Linked DNA regions of Hordeum vulgare: region 2 is linked to region 1. Evidence: chromatin contacts called from public Hi-C data. All regions are on one chromosome and are shown on one strand. The core of a region is the stretch at or near the end of the contact, and the rest is flanking DNA. Distances in the headings are between cores, read along the strand shown.

The links. A called contact is a pair of places that touch in the nucleus more often than the background predicts.
Region 2: a contact with region 1 is called in a Hi-C map of seedling, with 4 times the contacts expected there. The contact joins the promoter of LOC123413351 here to the promoter of LOC123410004 in region 1. A contact is called at or near these places in 2 of 6 Hi-C or Micro-C datasets (leaf and seedling) and 1 of 1 datasets of contacts at active chromatin or transcription factors (embryo).

Annotation. Positions count from the first base shown.
Region 1 is chr7H:478,888,228-478,893,853 of MorexV3_pseudomolecules_assembly, forward strand. LOC123410004 (copper transport protein ATX1) reads left to right here and starts at 3,460. Exons shown (of 3, transcript XM_045102873.1): 1 at 3,460-3,663; 2 at 4,431-4,506; 3 at 5,343-5,626. The coding sequence starts at 3,655. The coding sequence ends at 5,497.
Region 2 is chr7H:479,081,547-479,087,638 of MorexV3_pseudomolecules_assembly, forward strand. LOC123413351 (protein RETICULATA-RELATED 1, chloroplastic-like) reads left to right here and starts at 2,443. Exons shown (of 8, transcript XM_045106292.1): 1 at 2,443-2,882. The coding sequence starts at 2,544.

The sequences.
Region 1 (5,626 bases), core at 2,210-4,709:
CCTTTTTTACTAGGAGGTGAAATACGATAAGGCATGGAAGGACGGTTTTAAATATTCCGGGTCATGACAACCTAAAATGTTGGATAATCGCCTTAACCATTGTCCCTCACGCTGTGACATTGACAGATGAATGAGATATAGAACTAAGCAAAGAGTACACAACTAGGCGATGTTGAAACATGACAAAGCACCTTGATGAAAAGTCGAAGTGCAGATTCTTCCTTTTTTCTCTATGGGTTATGTCTATAATAGCCTAGGCTTCATCAGCTTGTTTCTTGATCTCGTTGTGCCATGGATGAAATGAAATCGACATGTTAGGCAAGCAAAGATGTTTAGTACTGTACATCTCCATTGGCGTCCTCAGGACAATGCACAAAGTTGGCTACGGTACAAGTGAAAGGAGCGACGGATGCGACTCTGTCTTTCTTCTCTCTGTCTGCTGGTGCCGGCTCTGCAGGAGACATACCAATAAGGCCCTTCATTTTTTGATGCCATCCCTCAGAATCAGTGCTCATACAAAAGAGTCTTCCCCTCGATTGGAAATGCGGTGATCATGGAAACATCCTGAAGAGTGACGGTCATCTCTTCGGTCCAGAGGTGGAAACTATGGGTCTCCGACCTCCACCGATCCGTAAGTGCGGTGATTACCGCAACGTTCAGGTTGGGCGTCGACCGACTCACAAGCCGAATGAAAGGAAGAGGCCATGTCTTCTCGATGTACGGTGTGTACCGTTCATCGCACGGCATGAAAGTCGATGCCTCATGAGACCAAATCTTCAGGGGCATAAGGTTCTGCAAACATAGAAGTGAGATGATTACGGTTTGATCTTTTCAAATAAACACATGATATAAACTACCAACTAGTATGCTCTCATTACCATCTCCTTCTTCGACATCAAATAGGCCCGGTGTTCAACGTCATAGAAATCAATTCAAAAGCCACACCATCCTACATATTTCAAGAGAATAGACATATATGACCACGTGAGTATCTCATACACATGATGGCCAAAAATGAACCAATATGTCCCTACTATGAACAAATATTGAAACAAATAATATATCAATGTTAATAGAAACAAATATCAAAACAAATAACATACAAACGCTAATATGAACAAATATTGGAAATATGTTCTATTTGTCCTATTTCTACACATATCTTCCTATTACATTTGTTTCTATCAAAATTAACCATCTACATTTCCATAAGTGACTAGTATGTGTATGCTAATGCTACAAATCAAAGAATCATGTCATTCTTTCATAACACATTCAAAATCAAATAAGATCTAACTTAAACCGAAGAGCGTACAAAAAGAAGAAATTAGATGAATTTTACGGATCAAAAGTAAGAGATCAGAGAGAGAAATACCTTAGGGATGAAATCCCCATAGATTTGCGCTCCGGATTGGGAGGGGGTGAGAGACGGATTTGGTGAGGGTGGACGAACCCTAGCCACCACCCTCTGTGTGTTCTTGCTGGATGGGGGAATGGGGTGGGATAGGGGAGGGCCAGCCCGCGGCTGAATAACTGGAAGTGTGGTGCCTAAGAGCTAAGCGCCACACATTGCAAGTGTGGCGTTTTTGTCTTAAGTGTCACACTACGGAGGGTGGGGTCGGCCCTGACACGGGCTGCTAGCATGACCGGAAGTGCGACGTCTAAGTGTCCAACATCAACAGTGTAGTGTGATGTTTTACTGTCGGACGCGAGAAGAAATGGTTACACGAGTGAATTACTTTCGCGCACGATTTAGTCTGTAATTTTGTTGCGTTTTCAGGTCAGTTTGTTTCATTTTACCCGCATAGGTTCATCCTGTTGGAAATCGTGAACTTTTTAAGAAATTGTCCTCCCACATCGTATTCCAAGCCACGACGTGAGAAGGGGAAATTGTGATGTGCTTAAACTTGTACCAGGCCATGCTTTCACCAAGCCACGCCACCTTTTTATGCTATATTCATTGGCCTAGATAAGGTACTTGTAGATTTTGCCAGTTTTAAATTTAAAATTTTGGAATATATGTGTTACAGTATATGTGGATTGCATTAGCCCTTTTCATAAATTCAGACTTTTGGTTGCGTTGGCTAGTGCATGAAGCTTAACATGGTACCAGGATCTTGAGTTCACGTCTTGGTTTTCGCAATTTATTCAAAAATTGCTGCCCTCTGTGTCTATGTATAGGCCTCTTGAGCCACGCCTCTAAGTCTATTCACGTGTTGACTTCTCGCGTCACACGTGAAAGGAGGTGTTGAAGTGCATATGTGGATTGCCTAGCCCTTTTCATCAGTTTGGCCTTTTGGTTGCGTTGGCTAATGCATGAAGCTTAACAATATGAACTGCCTTTCAACATGTTTCCTTGCAAATAACAAAAATGTTGTCATCCAAGAGCCAACTTGTGTTTGCATGACCCTCGCCAAGGTAACAAAAATTATGTTTGCAGGATTAGGAGGGTTTAAACCTTGAAATACCATTGATGCTGGAGGTGGATTCAAGCCCCAACAAAAGGGGCAGCAACCTCGGACGTGAGGCCCATCATCTCTGTATACAATATTGTCAGCGCCCGTGACATGTCGGCCCCACCAAGCGACACAGCATGGCGCGACGAACGCCCACGACGCATCGTCAAGCCTAACCCAAGGTCCAGTGGGCCGAATGGACCAAATGAGCCCAAGTCACGACCGCCACTTATGTCACAGCCGAGAGAGATCGAACCATCCGGGACGGATCAAGGCAGGCGACGGCGGCATCACCTACTTCTCTGTGTTTCAATCCTCCCTTCCTCCTCCTTGTAATCAGCCTGTATTGAGATTATTACTCCATTAAACCATCTAGTTGCTATTTGAGAGATTCCCCACCGTGTTTCTAACAGATATCATCGTAGCTACACTAAGTAAATGCTACAGTTAACGAAGGTTGCCTGGCCTTGGGTCGCCTGGGCCTGGCCCATTCATGTGTCTATATTCCTTAAACTAGTGGCAATTTTGCCAGCTGTCAAGAAAGTAACGAACAATTTAAAATGGAACATGTGGTCAATCTTAAAGCCCTCAACAAAGCGGTAACATTCTTATATACTCCTATAGAACTTGAAAGATTGCTTCTATACGGAGCTCATATTCCCTTGAAAAATTACATTGTTGATAATGGTGATAACATGCACTTCAAAAGTGTGGTCAGCTCAGTCTTTCGAAGTTACTTATAGCTGTAAGATGTATGTTTACAGTGATGAATATACGCTCATGTATATAAACGATTTTTATTGTAGTGTGTGAAAAAAAAGTCTGCTGCCATTGCCAGCGAGCTTTGCCAGTTGCCACGGATCTCTCTCTCTCGTTCGTCACGGCTGGCGAGTGGCGACTCGGGAACCATTCTCGGCTCAGCAGCCGTGGCCCAACAGCGTGCGCGCTACGCCGTGTCCCCATCCGTCAACCAGACGAAAGCCGCGTCCACCCTCGCCACAAAAATCAAAGCAATCACCTGCACGCTGCACGCCATCGCCTCTGACCTCTGCGCGTATTTATTGACCCCCCCCTCCCCTCCCGGCCGTTCCTTCTGGAGCCGTCGTCGTCCAACCCCTCCGACCTCATCCAGCGTTTCCATTCCCCCCTCCCTCTCTCTGCGCCCTCGCCGTTCAAGAATCAACCGATCTCGCGCGCAATGTCTCAGGTACCTCCCGGCGCCTCGTCGATTTCCGTCTTGAGATCTGCTCGCTAGGCTGGCTAGGTGCCCCTTCTAATCGCGCGGAGCGGTGTGATGTTTGGAATCCCGAGCAGTTTGATCTGTTCCTTCCTAGTAGCATCTCATATAAGGGATCTGTCTGCTGGCCCAGCAGATCTGTTCGTGCGGGTGACCGGTGACTGTACTATTTGCGGTTTTGCGTGATTTTGCTACCGAGGGTGTTGATTCCGGGGAAACCTGGTCCGGCTCGATTGGTAGGGCGTAGCCGTGGCGGGATTGGTAGAGCTCCTAGCCTCTTGTGCAAAGTAAAACATTTTGACTGGTCACGGTGTTTTGGGGGTCAATTAATTAGTCAAAATTAAATATTTGTAGTTTGGTTAGTCAAACTGGTTGTTGATTGTACCACTGTGAAAAATTGAACTACTTGGCTATTAAAGGGTCACTGATCTTTGTTGAATTTTAAGGATAAGTAAAGAAATTTTGATCTCCATCATTTGGGGCAAGCCGTTAGATACTCACTAAAGGTTCAGTGCGCCAGTACTGAATGATTTAACTTGCAACTGCATGCTTTCGACTGTTTCCTTGGAACAATGTCATGATTCCATAATTCGAGGGAAGTGTTATGTAGTGATTAAATGCCATAGGCTGAGACATACTATTTGATGCGTTCTCAGCTGGAAGCAATGATTCGTAATCGTTCACTTGCTCTCAACCATGTGGAAATAATTGGAATTAAGATTTGCTCTGTTATGCAGACTGTTGAACTCAGGGTTGGCATGTCATGCGAGGGATGCGTTGGAGCTGTTAAGCGGGTTCTTGGCAAAATGGAAGGTTGTTTTAACTCTCCTTTTATATGGTTTTCCTTTCTGTTTTGTTTTAGCTAAACCCATGCAAATGGAATTGATACATCATTGTATTCACATTTTCTAATGCCTTCAGCAGACAATTTTTAGAGGGCACTTGAGATTCTTTCCCAACTTTGCAGTTGCCAAATAATCCCATTTGTAGATGGCTTGATTGAATTGATCTTGTCATTAAGCTCCCATTTATCTTTGACCAGGTCCAACAGAATGCTTTGGAAAAAATCTTTTTATTTTTGAACACATGCTTTGGAAAAAACCTTTTTATTTTTGAACACATGTTTTGGATAAAACTTGATTCCAAAAGCATTTGATAGGAATACAATACAATAAAAGCTGAAAGACAACCTGCTTACAGTTATACAGCTCTGGTATATTTTGTTGGTCCAGTGGCAATAGCTTGGATATATTAAGATTGGTATCATCATGAACCTAGATGACAATTAATCCATACTTTCTGCATCTGAATGTGCATAGCTCGATTGATTAATATATACACCAATACATGCATCTATGTCACTATGTTAGTGTCCTGGTTGAAATGGCTCATCGTTTTGATATATTATTGTATGTTAGGGCCCATTTGGAACATGGAAATTTCCCACCACTTTTTGCGTGATTTATTTATCGCTGTGTATGAATTGAACTATCTCATGTGAATGTGTATTCAAAACCGAGATTTCCTGTGGGAGTTTGAATGCTCTTCAGGACGTCCGATTCTTTCCTAGGAAAGGGGAATTGTTCATTACAAACAGGTCTTAGGCTTTGAATCTAAACATATTCGTTGGACTTTTGTGGTTTTTTCAGGTGTCGAGTCCTTCGATGTAGACATCAAGGAGCAGAAGGTCACTGTGAAGGGTAATGTGACGCCGGATGCTGTTCTGCAGACTGTTTCGAAGACAGGCAAGAAGACCTCCTTCTGGGAGGCTGAACCCTCAGCGGCATCTGCTGTTTCGTCCTAAAAAGGCACCTCTAATATGTAAACTGTGAAGTTTATTGTAGCAATGGCCCAGTTGAAATGCTTTGCGAGGACATGATTTTCTGGTCGGATGGTATATGCACCATGGATTTACTGCAAATAATAGCAAACT
Region 2 (6,092 bases), core at 1,193-3,692, 190 kb after region 1:
GTTTTTATTGCTTAATTAGTCTAAGCACCCCTCCCTAGACCTACTAATAATCCTACAACTATTTTACTCTTCCTTTACACCACACCTGATAAAAGGAGGGATCCATAGATGCAATATAACTAGATACTGACTCATGGTTACGTCCGTTAAAGGTTTAAAACTCACAAAAGAATATAACTTTGAAAATCTTAGTTACTTTTTGGGGCCTGCTACGCGTCTACCGGATGATGTTTACGAAACATCCTCCGCCTTGGTAGCCATAGGATCACGAACTCGACAACCGTCCGATCTTTTTTCCGTGTGTGTGCTCTTGCCAAACCGTCCTTTCTTTGGAACAAGACCTATGTTTCTGAAACAAGAACGCTGTTGCAGAAAAAAAGATCCACAATCGTGCGGCAGAGCGACGTCTTTCACGAGTGCAACAAAGTTATTGTTGTAAAATATTTCGCAACAGAGGTCTTTTGCACAAACCTTTGCAACACATGTCTTGTTGCGAAAAACTTTTGCAACGAAGGTCTTGTTGTAGAAAAAACTTTGCAACTGTGGTAATATTGCAGATTTTTTTATTCACCTTCGTATGATGTTATGGAAGAAATGTTTTGCAACATGATTGATGTTATAGAAAATCTCGCAACAAAGAGGAAGTTGCAGAAAGAAGCGCCATTGTGTTCATCGCGAGCTTGCTAGATAGTGGTGACAGAGGATTGGCGCCGCCCGTCCCCGCCTCCGCGCCGCCATCGCGAGCTCCGCACAAGCACCGTGCGCCGCTACCGTCGCGGTCCTCGTCGTGAAGCTCACGTCCAACCCCGCTGGACCGTGCTGAGCCGAGCCTCCGCCGCTCGGAGACGTCCCCGCCTCCTGCCCGCATGCCATCCTCGTCATATCCAGTTGGAATTCTCGCCGCCGTCGTCCTCCTATCCACACGAGTCTCGACCCCCGCCGCTCCCGGGCGTCCCCGTATGTCATCCTCGTTGGATCCGACTGAAAATCCTCGTCGTTGTTGCTCTTCCAGCCGCACGAGTCTCTGCCGCTGTAAACTCTCTTTTTCTCAAACAAATGCTTAGTTGCAGAAAAACGTGGACACAGATGGGCTTACTCTCGACTGTATGATGAAGAGTCAATCCGACGGACATGAAGACGACAGACGCTCGCACGCGATCGGCCGGTAGAAGGTAATCTTTTTCCTTACTTTTTTCTATATCTAGAAGTGATACAGAATATCGTTGAAGGTAAAATCAAAACACACATATTTCGTAATAGGTCTTATTTTTCTGCTTTAGTAGATCGGTGATGGCTATTCATAGCTACCTTGATGGCGCACCATCAACCCATCAGTACCCTAGTCCATTTTGGACAACATCTTTGTGTACTATATAATCAGCTCAAACTTGTTATGCATGTCACGTTTGTACCACAGGTCTCACATCCTGCTAAAGTTTGGTGTTCTGCTTTCATCAAGAAGATAAACAACACTTTTGTGTTATGGGAAATGTAAAAATCTGGCGTCTGTTAGGTAAGCATGTCAAATCGATCTTTTTTGGCAAATTATATGTATTTATGATATGACATTTTTTTAGTTAACATGGCAAATCCTGGTAAAAAGCTGAACACGGAAGGATTTACCATATTTGCTGAGAATTTACCATCCTTAAGACAACAAATAATTCGTCATCTCAGATATTCGATTTGTCGTCATGCTTAAAAATGCGACGCTTGATTTGTAGCGAAATCCTTTCTTAGTTGGATATGAAGAAAGTACATTCCTCTCTTATATAAATTGGGCATGGGCAAATCTAGAAAAGATCGAGACGTGAGGGAGGATGTGGCAAAATCGAAGGGGAGGTCCCGACTATATCCCGCCATGCGCAGCCTAGCCGGTCGGCCCGACCCGACCCGGCCCGTCCTTGTCCACGGACCGGGCTCGGGCCTGATAATCAAGCCCGACGGTCGGGCCGGGTCCGGGTCCAGGTCCGTTGAAACCTGATTTTACGTCTACGTCGAGCCGGGCCTGCCGGACCGGGTTGGGCTTCTTCGGGCTCGGGCGACCGGGTTTGGACACAAAAATTATGTCTGACGACCGGGCCGGACCAGGCTCGGGCCTGGGTATTGTACCACGGGTTTTTTTAGGCCCGGCCCGAGGCCCGACCCTGAGGCGGGCGGACGGACGGACGTACGTCGCATCCTGCCCCTGGATCAGACATCCGACGCCTAGGATGGATCTGTGCCTCCGTCGTGCATGGACCTCGCCGACTGATCTCGGTCTCCCGCGGCATACCGCCCACCTACCTCCCGGCGGCGACCGCGAGCCGCCTCTTCCGCGCGCAAGCGAACAGACTTTGAACAAGACCCCCCAACACACGAAAGAAAAATAGACAGAAGTACGCAGCCCGGGCCCCACACAGAACAAGTCACAAAACAACTCCAAAAGAGTAGATAAGCCCCTCTTCGTCCCGCGGCGCTTCGGCTTCGAAGGCAGGCGGCCAACCCCCACCGCCGGCGGAGCCACCAACGCCGCTACCACCCCATCCCGTCCCACCGCCCCCATGGCCTCCGCCGCCTCCCTCGCCGTCTCCCACCACGGCCTCCCCTACGCGCCCGCCCGCCCGCAGCCCCGCCCGCCCGCCCGCTTCGTCCGCCTCCCCCGCCTCCCGCTCCGTGCCGCCGCCGTCTCCTCGTCCTCCTCCTCGCCCCCTTCGCGGTGCGACCGCGACCGCGACCGCGCCGCGGCCGGACTCGAGCGGTGCCTGGCCGCGACCCCGGCGCCGGCCTCCGCCCCGCCGGAGATGAAGGGCGGGAGGCAGCGCGGCTCGTTCGGGGCCGCCACGCTCCAGAAGGCCAAGCTCGACCTCTCACAGAGGAGGCTCAAAGGCGTCCAGCCCGAGGTGCGTTCGTCACGCCGTTGGTTAAGATTCCGTGGTGTTATAGCTTGGGTTTTATTTTGTCCCTTGCGTGAAACGGAAGGCACTTCTGAATTCCGGTGATGGTGTTACAAGATGAGTGAACGAACACGTGGGTATATTTACGCGTTTCGAGACGTTGGGATTTGTAATTTATTTCCGTCTGTGTGTGCGTGTGTCTGCCTTCGGCCTACGTTTCATCCATGATCCGTGGTTCTGTGCTGCACAACAGGAGCTCGTATTGCGAGGCCGAGTGCTACAGTGGAAGTCATACATAGAATGTTGGGATGAATCCCGTTCGCCCACTTCTCATTCAACAACCCACTTCCATAACGTCTCTGTGATTCCGCAGCATTATAGATATAGTTCTGGCACAATTGTGAGCTTGAGTCCATATGGCGTGTTCTGGATATCAAGGACGATGCATGACTAGCTATACGTAGAACTAACTACTTGGTGTAGGTATACTTGGTTGCTAGTCCTAATTTAGGAAAGCCATATTCTGGACCGAACCAGAACATGGGGAGTCTAATGGTAAAATGTGTTCATAGATAGTGCTAATATGAGCGCGTTCATTGCACTAGTGCACATAATAAAGTAATTAAACTCTTTTGGTCGGTTTTGTTTTGGGGCCGTCAAAATGTTGATTGTAATTGTTTCATATGTACTTATCTACTTATAATGCACAAATTTGGCTGCTCATCCTCACCCAAATTGTTAATTTTCTAAAACATTCATATTACAGCAATATGTAAATTGGTAGAGATCTCTTTTATCTCCAAGATGAACTTAGAGAGGGCATTCAAGTGGAAAATTTGGGTGCTAGTTTAAGTTGTCCAGTGCCGCAAGGTATTTTGGATATTCCACTTTGAGGGCCTCTTTTGATTCACAGGATTTTAAGAACATTGCAATAAGAAAACACAGGGTTGGAGTTCCATGTCCTCTTGAACCTTATAGGATAACTTCATCAAAAAGTGTTTGACATCACAGGAAAAACTAATGAATTGTAGCAAGAGGTTTGAGTGGATGGAAATTTTCCTCCAAAGTAGAATGCAAAGGAATCCATATGAAGTTTCCTAAGGATTCTAATCCTGCGAACCAAGCAACCCACACAGGAAAATTTCTGGAGGATTCAAACACTCCAAAAAGCCCTATGAAATTCCTTTGAATCAATTTGTCAGTTTCTATTTAACTTGACAGTTTCTTCCTGCGGATATGCTTTTGGATGTTCCACTTTGAAATGTTAGTTTTGTTGCGTTGGAATAAGCCGCGGCGGCAAGCTGGCGCGTCTGGTGCGTGTGTGGGCGCGCACCGGATGCATCTGGCGCGTTGGGTCCGCGGCAGTGGCGGGCGGGCGTGCGTGCGTGGTGTGCTTGGGCCGCCAGGGTAGGTTGGCGCCGTGCGCGGGTATCTGTTACAGACTAGGTCCAGGGGGAGCGCAGCAACCGGGAGTGTTCGGTGCGTTGCGGGCGCGCGCGGAGGACGCGGCCAGAGCGTGTTGGGTCGTGGGCGCGAGCAGGCAGGGGCGAGGAGAGCGTGTCCATCGTGTGCCTGGGTATAAAACCCGTGTGTTAGACATTGTAACAGGTGTGGGAGGAGTTCGAGCTCGCCGGAATATACAGGTAGTCATTCGGGCGGCAAGGTGTTCGTGCATCGGCAAATCTTGCGTGTTGTCCCTCCCTCTCTCCCTTGTTGTCTCCGGTGATCACCGTCGACAGGGGGTTCCATTTTTGCGCTAACATTTGGTATCAGAGCCTTGCCAAACCACGCGCCGGCAGCCATGTCGATCGTCCCGTACGGGGGTGGCGGTGCGTCGGGCTCGATGCATCTCCCGCCGCTGGTACCGACGGGCTACACCTCCTGGGCAATCAAGGTGGAGGCGATCCTTGATGCTAGGGGGATGTGGAGCGTGGTGCAGACGGCGGAGGAGCGACGGTGGACGCCGGGAAGTGCAAGACGGCGCGGGCGATGTTGCTCACAGCGTTGCCGGAAGATTTGCTGATGCAGGTGGCGGCGAAGCTCACCGCGAGGGAGGTGTGGGACTCTCTCAAGGTGCAGTTCGTCGGAGCTGATCGTGTGCGGGTGGCGCGGCTGGCCACGCTCCGAGGCGATTTCGAGCGGCTGCGCATGGACGACGACGAGTCCCTGGACGCGTTCGCGGGGAAGATCAGCAGGATGGCGGCGCGGTACGCGGGGCTTGGATCGAACCTGGAGGACGCCGCGGTGGTAAAGAAATTGCTCGACGCCGTGCCGGATCGCCTGTACGCGGCGGTGGCCGAAATCGAGCAATTCTGTGACGTGTCGACCATGGTGTTCGAGGACGCCCTTGGTCGCTTGAAGGCCTTCGACGAACGGTTGCGTCGACGCGGGCAGGAGGGTGCTGACCATGGCGGGGAGCAGCTGATGCTCACCGCAGAGCAGTGGCGTGCGCGGGAGCGCCGGCGAGGCGGTGCGCGGGACGACGATGACGACAAGAGCGTGGCGTCGTGTGCCCGAGGGAATCGACGCGGGCGTTGCTACCACTGCAACGAGCGCGGCCACTTCAAGCGAGAGTGTCTGAGGTGGGAGAAAGCGGCGGCGCCGGAGCAAGCCCTGCTGGGGGAGATCGTCGACGACGAGCCAAGACTCCTCTAGGCCACGGCTTAGGGGGTGAGTGTTGCGTTGGAATAAGCCGCGGCGGCAAGCTGGCGCGTCTGGTGCGTGTGTGGGCGCGCACCGGATGCATCTGGCGCGTCGGGTCCGCGGCAGGGGCGTGCGTGCGTGCGTGGTGTGCTCGGGCCGCCAGGATAGGGTGGCGCCGTGCGCGCGGGTATCTGTTACAGACTAGGTCCAGGGGGAGCGCAGCAACCGGGAGTGTTCGGTGCGTCGCGGGCGTTGCGGGCGCGCGTGGAGGACGCGGCCAGAGCGTGCTGGGTCGTGGGCGCGAGCAGGCAGGGGCGAGGAGAGCGTGTCCATCGTGTGCCTGGGTATAAAACCCGTGTGTTAGACATTGTAACAGGTGTGGGAGGAGTTCGAGCTCGCCGGAATATACAGGTAGCCGTTCGGGCGGCAAGGTGTTCGTGCACCGGCAAATCCTGTGTGTTGTCCCTCCCTCTCTCCCTTGTTGTCTCCGGTGATCACCGTCGGCAGGGGGTTCCATTTTTGCGCTAACAAGTTTGTCTGTTAATATTTAATGATTTCTCGTGCGCGCTTGGT